Linked DNA regions of Zea mays: region 2 is linked to region 1. A link is a contact called in public Hi-C data. All regions are on one chromosome and are shown on one strand. Each heading gives the region's core, a stretch centred on a gene start, on an enhancer-like site or on the middle of the called end of the contact. The rest is flanking DNA. Distances are from core to core; before and after follow the strand shown. Region 1 has its middle 7.4 kb from the start of LOC103649841. Region 2 holds the start of LOC100284569 (metal tolerance protein C3).

Evidence for each region. A called contact is a pair of places that touch in the nucleus more often than the background predicts.
Region 2: a contact with region 1 is called in a Hi-C map of bundle sheath, with 3 times the contacts expected there. The contact joins the promoter of LOC100284569 here to the enhancer-like site in region 1. A contact is called at or near these places in 2 of 25 Hi-C or Micro-C datasets (bundle sheath and leaf mesophyll).

What each region holds. Positions count from the first base shown.
Region 1 is chr3:22,446,197-22,451,779 of Zm-B73-REFERENCE-NAM-5.0, forward strand. No RefSeq gene overlaps it. Among protein-coding and RNA genes, the nearest start is that of LOC103649841, 7.4 kb to the right of the region's middle. Within about 2 kb of position 2,910, at least 17 of the 20 cell types and tissues checked have an H3K27ac peak or open chromatin away from gene starts, as enhancers often do. A contact at or near this core is called in bundle sheath and leaf mesophyll, where this site is marked.
Region 2 is chr3:23,045,365-23,051,696 of Zm-B73-REFERENCE-NAM-5.0, forward strand. LOC100284569 (metal tolerance protein C3) reads left to right here and starts at 4,058. Exons shown (of 6, transcript NM_001157464.1): 1 at 4,058-4,318. The coding sequence starts at 4,180.

The DNA of each region.
Region 1 (5,583 bases), core at 1,660-4,159:
CCATTGCAAGCAGTGTCCCGAAAGCACACATCGAGGGTGGCTATAAATTAAACATACAAATAAAAGTTTGATTCACAAAAGATTTTAGACAACCTCTTATTATTAATTTCACTTAGCAGGTAGCATGGCTCATTGAGTTTTAGATTTTTATAGTTAGGAGAGATTTACTAATTTGGATTCGTCAAGAGACATTAAGCTATCAAACTGATCAAGAGGAATGGCACGGATTTATATCTATACTAATCTATTAAAAATCTAATGTGAGTATCTGATGTTACCACGACTTCATTCTCCCCACGTCCAGCGCCCGCACAGCGCGCGCAAAAAAATAGTGCAGAGCGGGCACTCAAACTCACGTCACTTGCTCTAGAAATTTGGGGCTAACACGAGACCACACAAACCTTAGTATTTAAAAATAAACAATATTTATATTTGCAGTCTAGGTGCCGCTCCACCCGTTCCCCCGCCTCGTGGCAACGCATGGACATATAACTAGTTAACCTTAACCTTTCTCTATATCATGCAGTTGACGTTTGCCAAGCGAAGACCATGCAGGATCTGTACCTGTATATGAAAACAACAATAGGACTTTAGTGCCACTACTGTATACAGCCAATTCTAGTTGATTAAAAAAGCTAGATGGGGGACTTTCTTATTGAACTGACATGCATGTATCGAGTCTGTGATTCAATAAGGGCTTGTTCGATTAGCTCTCAATTCATGTGGATTGAGTGGGATTGGATGAGTTTTAATCCCAAACAAGTCAAACTTCTTCTCAATTTTTTACAATCTCATCCAATCCATGTGTATTGGGAATAACCGAACAAGCCCTAAAGCGGGAAAGCAACAACTATCTAGGACATGAATATGTAGGATCATATGAGGTTCGAATAGGTAATTAGAGGGGCTGAATGATTGCGGAACCTTAAAAATAGTTACCTCGCCTTTTCCTAATCATAAAACCAAAATATTACAGTTTTATAAATCTGGACAAATTGTGGTTTACGTTAGTAAAAACGTCACGTCGCTAACCGAAATCCGTAACTCCGGTCGATCTCAAAATTTAACAGATTAAACTTGAAAATTATGAAACAAACCTAACTAAAATCATGCCGATCGTACTTTGGAATCTAAAGTTATTAATGAAACGAGCTTGTTGTTCTTGAAAGTAACGAAAATGAATCAAGATATAATTTCGAAATTAAGAAATAACCAGAAAAGATAAATATTTCAAACGTTGTAGATTAGTAAATAGATGCCTTGGTGGTGATCTAGATGAACCAAATTATCGGTAACGATTGAAAACAAAGAATCAATAGAATCAAAACTAAGAATACAATTAGTCAACAAAGAGAGAGATGGATAATGTTACCACACTAATGTTGCTAATCAACTCTTGAATCATCAAGATTTATGTAAAAAGTGCTCTTCAAAACACCAAAATGTTCTCTCACGAACTCTTCAAAAAAAAACTCTAGATTAATCTCTCAAATAGATCTAATCTGATGGTCCATCTCTTCTAATCTTTGTCTGGAAAAAAAAACTGATTCCTATTTATAGGCCGGGCCAACAATCTCTTCTCTTCCGGCTTGGGCCGCCCACTTTGACAGGCCGCGCAGCCGATCAGGGTAGAGCTCCAGGCAAAGCCGCGCCCATGCCAACCTGCGCTTGCACGGCTGGTCACAAACCGCACCAAAGTTCAGAACAGTTTAAACAAGCGAGGAGAGATACGATCGATAGGTGGGCTTGGGCTTTGGACGGCGGGGACGTTCCCAAGATGTTGGGGGGCCTGAGAACGGGGAGTGGTCTCGAGGAATTGCGAGCTGTCCTTGTGAGTGTGACGCGACAATTCATCCACATGATGAAAGTAGTATGCTACAGTACCCCTGCCATATGTCAACGCATTCGTGGGTTTCAAGCTTTTTTTTTAAAAAAACAGTCGCCCTGGAGGCTGGAGCCGGAAACATTGCACCGTGCTCCAACAGGAAACTTCGCTATCATCTACCAGCAGGCAGCAGCGACATGGTAGTGTATAGGGCATTCGCAGGCATCTGATTCACCATCTTTTTTTTTCCTTCCCGAGTCCATACGGGCCACGGCAACCGGACCTCAACATCTTCAGTACGTAGCAGAATCTCTTCTCACTGGCCTAAAGGCTATAACAAATCGAGCATGCGCGTCGTCTTTTGTCAGATCTGAATCCATCCCGCTCTCAAAAAAGAAGATGGAAATTAGGACATTTTTTTAGTAATTTACGATGATGGCGGGGAAAAGTGACCCGGTTGTAGTTATTTATCTCGTTTGAGGTTTTACTCTTGGAGTTCAACCTTTTTATGGTAACCTAAAATACGTAGAACATCATTATTTTTAATGTATAGGACATTTTGTATAGGTCGCCTTGTTAGAGATAGCTCTAAGTACTCAAGAGAGAAGATGATGGATCCATCCTCCTCGTCCTCCTCGCTAATACTCACTCCGAAAGCTGCGGAAAAGGAGAGGATAAACATGGGGAAATACCACGCCGCCAGTGCGGGCGTAGCGTTAGTGCTGATCTTTTTTGAGAAGCGTATCACTAGAGTGAGTGAAACCAAAGCAACCACCTACTACCACACCTGGCAAAAAAAAGCTCGGGCACAGCGGGTCAAAGACGGAGGAGATCCATGACGATGACGGAACCAGACACAACGCTGCACGGCCACGAATGATTGATTCCACACCGCACACGCTGTAAAAAAACAACCGGCAATAATGCAGGCAGCAGAGCAGGCCTGCCTCCACTCCACTCCACTCCACCCGTCGTCCAACTTGGCTGCTGGCCCCCGGTGTTTTGACCCCCGGACCGGGGTCGGTGTCAGAGCGTCAGCTTCAGCTAGAGCGAGCGAGGTGGTCGTGCAGTGCTCACTGTCACTGGCTCACACTGCTCTGCTCAGCCGATCCGCTCGGCTGCCCACGTGGTTGCGTGGGTGAGAGCGACTGGCGCTCCAGACAGCGGAAAACGTTGAGAAACCGGGCGGAGTTCACCGTGCGTGCGTGCCCGCCAGCTGCCGAGTCAGAACGCTGTCGCCTGTCGTGGAAGGAAACATCCTTGTCCCGGCCGGCTCGCACGAGAGCTGGACGGGACGGACACGGACCTGAGGCGATGTACCTGGATCTCGATTTTCCGTTCATGTAATCCTGCCTTTGGAGCCTATCTATCTCCTTTCGATACCCCTTCCTGCCGTTCATGTAATCCTGCCTTCGTCATAGTATCAGTGCATGCGTTAGTAGTAGTAACTACTACTCCATAGTTTACCCCCCACCTCAAAACCGCTTTGAGATCGGCATTAGTTTAGAGTCGGCTTTGCCGACCCAAGATCCGCCGCAGAGGCGGATCCAAGGGTGGGGCAAAGGGGGCCACGGCCCCACCTCAATTTTTATATGCTTTTATACCTATATTTAGATATACATCAAAATAAAAAAAACTTTTATATAGTAGGTACAACCAAATCTAATGAAACATAGTTTTAATCTAACTATTTCTCGACAGTTCATTGCTCAGCCCGCTCTCCATACAAGTAGTTCGATTCCTTCCTCTAGCGGCTAGCTACTCGACCTACTCGTGGCTCGATAGCTCCTTTGATCATGACTGGATCGGTAGTGGGTGACTAGACCTGTCCGCTACCAGTGTCACCTTATCTTCTCGTCACTCGTTAGTTCATCGCGTTGTCGGGATCCCACACGCAGCGCCACTACTTTGCCTCTTATTCCGCATCGACTGGTGGGCAAGCTATTGGTGGGATCCTGCCTTGGCACCATGGTGCCACCACCATCTGCCCTCACTATGTCACCAGGGTCCCACCACGTCGTCACAAATGCAACAATTGTTGTCGCTTGCCACTGCCTACAGCCGCTTGCCCTCGCTGCCCCTCGCATGTTGCTGCCTCATCATCGCCATCTCAAGGCAGACTCACCACAATGACGCGTCGATGTGGCCGCTTCACCTGTCTTTCTGTAGGGTGACCAAAATGGTTTTCTGATATTCATATCATTTTAGAACGCTCCTAGTATTATCACCTAACCTTGTTATTATCATGAAGCTATTTTTATCTAGTCGTCTAGTATAGTGATTTGTCTCTTATAGTGTCGCCCCACCTAAAGTTTTGTTCTGCGTCCGCCACTGATCCGCCGTGCGTCATAAACAGAGAGAGAGAGAGAGAGAGGGAAGAAAAAAAAAGCTCCGAACAGGTGGAAAGAGCTTGGAAGATCCAAGACGCCACGAGTTTGTTTGTGTGGAATTTTGTACGGTCTGATACGGGACTGGGATGTCACCGGCGATGGGGACTGTCTACTTGCCGGGGACACGAGAGAGTAGTGCATACATAACATTGGATCCCTTCAAACCGGATTTCCGTCCCGTTGTTGATTTGTTTCCCCTCCCGCTGTGTGAGCTGTGACGTGCAGGAGGGCTGGGGGCGGACGATTCAACGGACAGGCGGCAATTACTCGTCAAACACGCGACCCGCGCCGCCGCCACCAACTGTCTTTCGGCTGCGGCAATTGCGCGCCATCCATCCATCCATCCATTCATTTCGCGAGGATTCGTCCCTCCTGATTCGGAGCTGGAAAAGTGTCGCTAGATCCCGTGCCCGAACGTTCCGAGAAGAAGCCTGCCGTGTCGTTTTCCGGGGTCCCAACCGCTGTGACGAATTCGGACCTGCGGCTCGCAAGCAAGATGCAGTACCTACTACTACGTAGTGCTGTACTTACTGTGCCAGGAGGTCGTCGTCGGATCCATCGCATAAATATTGTCCGAGACAAGTCATGTAGTACAGCCAGACACAAAAACAAAGTCGCGTTTGTTCAATGCCCAACTCCAGTAACCAAACATTTCAAAAGGACAGCTCCCAGATTCTTGCACTCGTCAGAATCTACACCATCCGAAATTCGAAATTACATACAACCGCAACTCCCTCCTGACCCTTCGTATACAGGCTTGTTTGCCACACCTACGCGAGCTCCACCTTCACCCCCAAATTAAATAAATACTGTAAATAGTTTTGTAGGATGATATGTTGGGACCGTTTACTAGCGACACCAAAATATCAATCTGTTTCCATTCCTCCAACCAAAAAAAAAAAGAAATGGCCATACCCCTAAAACCAATGAGCAAAACAGAACCATTCCAACCGCAAAAAAACATAAACGAGCAAAACGAAACCATCCTAACCTAGAAAACATGAACGAGCAAAATATAGTCATCCCAACCTACAAAACATGGGTTTTAGTAAAATACTATTGTATTTTATGCTATTTGGTGTTTGGTTGCATTCCTCGAAACTCTGTTTTCAAAACCATGGTATTTTTTCGAGTATTGGAAACTGCACCAGAATCCCAAGTTTCAATGACATGGCTAGCTATTGTCTAATACCGGTTTACAATGTTGTATTTAAACAATGTTTCCTAAAATCAAGGTATTTTTGGAGCTGACCAAAAATATGGTATTACCATGACAATCGTAAAGTATATAATTATGAAACCATGGTTTTCAAAAACATTGTACCCAACCAGACCCTAAGATTTGGTCGGTTGGTTGTCATGTCCCTA
Region 2 (6,332 bases), core at 2,808-5,307, 600 kb after region 1:
GGTGATTTTCCTAGATAAAATGAATTCTTGGCCTTGTCTGTTCTATTCCAAAGCTTCTCTTTTTGTCGAACAACGAAGAGATCGAAATAATGCTTTATAGAACAAATTGGTATATAATATGAGGAGAAATGTTTGTCCTGCTGGCAGCATCACAAATTATTAACTATTGTTATAAATTCTCTCTCAAAATTATAATACCTAAAAATGTTGCATAAATTGATACCCAATTTCAGATTGGTATGAGTAATTGGGTAAACAATGGGCAATAATAAAACGAGCTGGACTATACATCTCTGCATATAAAAATCTCTGCTTGGCAGCATTGGCCTGATGTCGTGCACTCTACTACCAATATAAACACACATTTTCCTATGTGCCTCAAAGCACAATACAACCAGTGAATGTCTTTGTGAGCGTTAGACCTTGATGGTCATTTTACTTGTTGATCTGAAGTCAACTAATGGCTCCAAATGACGAATGGTATTCATGAGCCCCTGAAGAAGCCTTATGGATAAAATAGTGTTGTGCGTGTTAGTCTAAATCTTAATGATTGACTGTGCATTTGGTAATAATAACAATAAGTTTGCAGAATTGTAACCATGAAGCAACTTGTTGTTGCGTGTCTCGCTGGATGTTGAGACTAACCCTTCATGTGAAGGACAAATATGTAGTATTCATGCCACTACATTAATCTAAGTCCAAAGCTCACTGCATAAAACCCCTATCTGTAATGTGCGTAAGATTTCCCAAATAAATCACCACAATAGCATACATTGGCCACAACTGGATGATTGTGGTTGGGGATTTTATATGTATGTTTTTAGAACATCTCGGCATTAGGGGGAGGAATGCCCATATAGTGTAATGCCTCAATATTCTATTAAACGCACAAAAGTCAAACTGAATATGTCGTTCGGTGTGTACTCCTGTGTATATGGAGTTTGCCAGAAATCGTTGAGGAGTAACCATATTGGTCTGAATGCTTCTACCTGATGTAGATGTGGATATACCCGGGATTAATATAATATCCACATTTGACTTATTGACATTTGATCTATTCTCGGGGACGCCTGCGAATATGATCCATTGGTCTTAGTCAAAGCATATGTTCTGATTGCAGATTCACGTGGTCTGTAATAACTCTCCTCCGATGAACTCGCCCTGCTGGTGATTTGCCTCACGAAGAGGTTCATCTTGATGATGAAGTTCCTAGCAATGCGCGCAATATCATTGTGCTGGGAATATGGAACAATGAATCTTTCGTTTTGGGAAATAACGGAGATCATTATTAAATGTGGGATACAAATGTGTCGACACCTATCTTGCCTTTATAGATTGCAAAGGGATCCAAAACAAAGTCCTAGGCATGAGTGCTTGAAGCTCTCTTATCGGGTCAATGATAAATGCAATCGAGGCTGAACCAATAATCGCAAAATGAAAGTCACGAGCTTGAATTTCGGACATTTATGGGCACTATTGAAATAATGTGTGGTGAATGCGATGGTTCAAGTGGTCTTGTGAGAGACCCATCCCACGTATGTGTTGAATAAACACTGTTCCGCTATGTAATATATCTGGCAAATGGCATGAATTAAAATATGCAGTTAATAGGATTCTGAAGATCCGTCATGAGATCCTAGAAGGACTCATATATTTGAATTATAAATATGCAACATATAAATCTCATACCGAATAATACATTCCTGATGAATGATCACTCTCCTATGTAGGGAGAATATCTCCTAGTTGAGACTATCGTTCCCAGATGGAACCTATCCAGAAGAAACAAAGTCTGTGTTGAACACCAAAGTTTGATAATCTCTGTAAAGGGATAAAGACCCATACAGACCCGAAAAGGAATAAGATGAGGTACCAAAGGACTTGAAGTTCACCGAATAAGCACATGTGCATTCCATGAGTTTTACTCATGGTAATTTCCACTAGATGTGGAATTACGGTATCCTCAAAGCCCTGATGACAGAAACCTATAAGGTTTAGGTGTTACTAGCAAAATATCCCCATTGTGCTAGAATGACAGACTATAACGATGTATCTGATCGATGAAAAATCCCTGATGGATTACGATCTTAGATGGACTTTTGTTACACCATCATAGATGTTGCAATGGATGAACGCCTCAAGCGATGTATCATATTTAGAATATGTACTATTGCAACTATATTATCCCCTAAGTCCTATTGAAGGACATGTTATTTGCTTTGCACAACTATGTATAAATTGTGGTGTAAGATAGAAAATGATAGCACCCCAACCTCATTCATTCTCGTTATTCCAGATGAACAATGAGACATATATCTTGAAGAATATGCTTGAGTTATGAAGGATAAAGACTTTGACAGATGTCATCGTCAGGGGGAGCGAATGCTTATATTGATCACAACCGTGAGACAATAAATGTCATATTCTATGCCCTGAAGGCGTGAGCTTGATGATCAATATGTGAACCTTTATAAAACTTTCTATCAAATATATAGATCTAGTCGATCGAACACCATCAGTCAAAGTGGCTTATTTATATTGATACGTGCACTTACCTCGTATATCCTAGAAGTGAGTAGAGGTAAAGTTCCTGAAATAGTCCTTGCAAGGATATGCAATCCGTTTGCTGAATCTTTATGTGCATATACTTCCAGAAGAATATGTTTTGCCTTATTGATACGATTTTGCAAGGATCAGGGGAGCACATTTCTAAAGTTAGCCCTTGTAGAAGATTCGATAGAATCTAGATCCCAAAGGATCGAAATCTGTCCCGATGACAGTTGTTGTACTCTTTTTTCCCTTGGTGAGTTTTCTTGAAGTTTCTCACATGAGGTTTTTAACGAGGCAACAAAATGCAAATGCAATTTGTATCACCATGCACTCTTTCTCCATATTTTTCCCACTGGGTTTTTCGGAGTTTTAACGAGGCATGTGTTGGTCGCGGTATTCGCCCAAGGGGGAGTGTTAAGTAACCCTAGTTAGGGTTATGTGGGCAAATACCTGCTTTGCCCCTGAGGGGTCTCACATCTCTATATAAGGAACATGTACACCCCTCATAATACATAGAATAGAAAGATGCCAGAGGCCCAACCCTACATCATGTGTCTTGTGTGCTCTCTGTCGTGCTTATGGGAAGGGAGACGGGTACTCTACAGCTTCTTACGCCTCTACTGCTGACGGGAGGGAAGGGAGCGGATCTGGTGATCCGTGGTGACGTAGTTCTCAACAGTCCCATCTCTCCGCATCAGCTCCCACTTCGGGTGTGCCGCGTCGGCCACTCCAACGTGTACCGCTCTACCGCCGTGTCGTCTTGTCAGTGTCCCCGTGCCCGCACCGCATGCAGACATGGCCTGCTACTGCTAGGCCGGAGTCTGCGACCTGACCGCGCGCCGCCGGCTGATGGAGGAGTGAGCTGACCTGACCCAAGCCCTGTCGTGACTCGACAAATTTTAAAGACTGTGCAACAAAGGTGACTCGACGGGCGCTAACGCACAAGTTTTTAAAAGCGAGGCATGCATGCACCAAATCTTTCAAGCCGTCACGACCCCCAACCGCGCCACTTCCCCCTGCCCAGCCTCTCACATCCGCGCTCGATCTCTCGGATAAAAGAAGAGAATCTATATAGTGCAAACTAACCCCTCCGTGTAAATATATATAGTGCAAACTTCTAATTTAAATCACATGATTCTGATAAGGGGGCGTGCGGGGGTGTGAGAGGGGAGATTTAAAAAAATGTGATTAGCAGTGGATAGTTACGTGTAAAATTATCAAGCCCCTGTAGCGATTAATATCATGTGACCTAAATTAGAAGTTTTATAATTGCACGGAGGAGTTGGTTTATACCAGATATGTTCAACACAAGGGTCGTGTGGAAAGCAACAACGGACGAGGCGACGTACGCGCGCGCGGCCGGCGCGCACCTCGCCGTCCCAGCCACCTGCCGTTGTGCATGCGCTCTCAATCTCTGATCTAGTCATCTGATCTGTGCGGGAGTGTGGCCGCCACCACCACGACCACCACCATAACTGCTCATCTATATATAAAACACCCCCACCACACCGTTCTCCCCCACTGTCCTGCCGCCGTCCGATCCTGTGGTTGCGCCGACTCTCTGGCCGCGCTAGTCCCCATTCCTTCATCCGACGAATCTACCCTCGATCGGATCCTCTGGCCGGCGGCATGGGCGACGACGACGACCACAATGAGGGGCTGAGGGCGGGGCCGACGGCGTCGTGGCGGCTCAACGTCAGCGACTTCCACATGCCGGAGCGGCCCAAGGAGCCGCCCTTCGTCGCCAGGGTCTTCCTCCGCAGCCACGGTACGTACGGGCACCTCCGTCCAACTCGATCCGAGATCCTGCAGAAGTGCAGATCAATCGTGTCTCTTGTTTTTTTTTCCTTTCCATTTGCTATACACATGCAACTCCGCTGCGGGTTTTGTGGTAACTGATACGACCTGATTGGCGGCGGAAACTGCTAAGAGTACTACTAGGCACGATTTTTTTTTTGCCTCTTTTTAGTGATCTTAGATTATATAGTTAACTCCAAGATAATACCACCCGAACGAAAAAGATCGCCATGGCAAACCAACCACGATGATATAACAGCAACAAACAAAAGCGGTGCTTAGTGGAGTCCCATGTGGACCCTATAATTGTATGGACCTTTTAATCATCTTTTTTTTTCGTCCTCTGCATGGCGCTGCTGCATGCTGCTTGCACACACTTATTGCAAAGTACCGAAGTGGCGATAGTTACATACTTCTAGTGTATTCAAATTGCTGTCACGAAGGCAATGGCCCGTATTGGTTTCCTCGAGCTAGCACATTTTCTGGTGAAAAAAAAACTAGCTAGCGTTTTGGTAGAAAACACGTGAATTACGAAGAACTTTGATGCTGTAATGAATGGCGTAACAGTGCACATCATACAGTAATTACAACTTAGAAAATACAGAACTGAAGTATAGAACAAAACATAGCTTCTAAAAAGAGAAAAATCAAGAAATACCAGTGCTATAATTAATGATCGAAACAAGTGCATATCATACTTTCATATTGAACTCGATCAGAAACTCATGAATTGCAGTACGTAGTATAGATCAAAACATAATTATCAAACAGACAAAAGCAAAAGAACATTGATGCTAATGAAATAATTGCAGATTGTACCATATCCGTGACTATCAGCTATAAAAAATAACCCCAACAAACATCGTTCTGCTACAGTATTAAGTGCAAGCAAAACCCTACAGTTTCAACTCACACTATATATCGTATGCATTGCAACATCGCGCGCGGCGCAGCAAATTGTAAGTATTAAATAGAAATGTAGTTGCAAAATAATAATAAAAAATAGTTCGATAGCAACCTCCATGCATGCATGTTTGCACGAATTCTGTCTCGAGAAAGTAGTCTTAATCAGAGTAGAGTAAGACTTAGAGTGAAGCGTAGTTAAAAAAAAACAGTCCAGTAACTGCATGTGCTTACGTACCCTAGTTCGTTCGTTGTTCCAGACTGGAAGGCGTTTCGGTTGAAGCCTAGCTAGTCTCGGTCTTGTCGTGGACACGGTCGAGGGCATCTATGCGGGAACGTTCCTTTTGAGCTTGACGACAATCACAAGGCGACGTCGTCGCTTGGACAAGTCCAATCGCGCTACTGCCACTCTGTTGGCATAAATAAATATATACAAACGAACGACAACAACTGTTTTGGCCTTCGTTTCAAACGAAGGAAGAAGAAGAAAGTTTTTGGCCTGCTCTGCCTGTGATGATCCACGTACGTACGTAGTACACAGCACGCCCTCTGATGATTCACGTTTCGTGCTGGTAAAAGATGCTAGGAGTCAAGGACTGATCCGTATAAAATACTGAAAGCTTTCATGCAGCTGGACTATTCAGCCATGGAAACGTGTATTGCTGAGTGCACGAAGTCCTGATACGTACTTATCGTCCCGTTGCTTTGCAACAAAGTATAGTTAATGTGACTTCAGAAAAAAAAACTTTACTCGCGCTCGTATTCCCTCTAACCTCACATTAGGGCGTCCGCAATGACTATCTCAACTAGCTAGCTGATGTAGAGCGAGAGTGGATCTAACTAGTGAAATAGCTAGCTATTGGGGACACCTTTATAAGGGCGTCCGCAATGGTTGTCTCAAATAGCTAGCTGATGTGGAGCTCGGAGAATAATAAAAATAGTAATTTAACTCACCACTAGTACTTGGTCCTACACGTAATACACTTATTTTCTTGGAATACGTGAAATCTTCTATCTATTTGCTCGTCGCTAACTATTCTCGTCTTATCTACAATTTCAATCCACGTAGGGAAGAGAGTGAA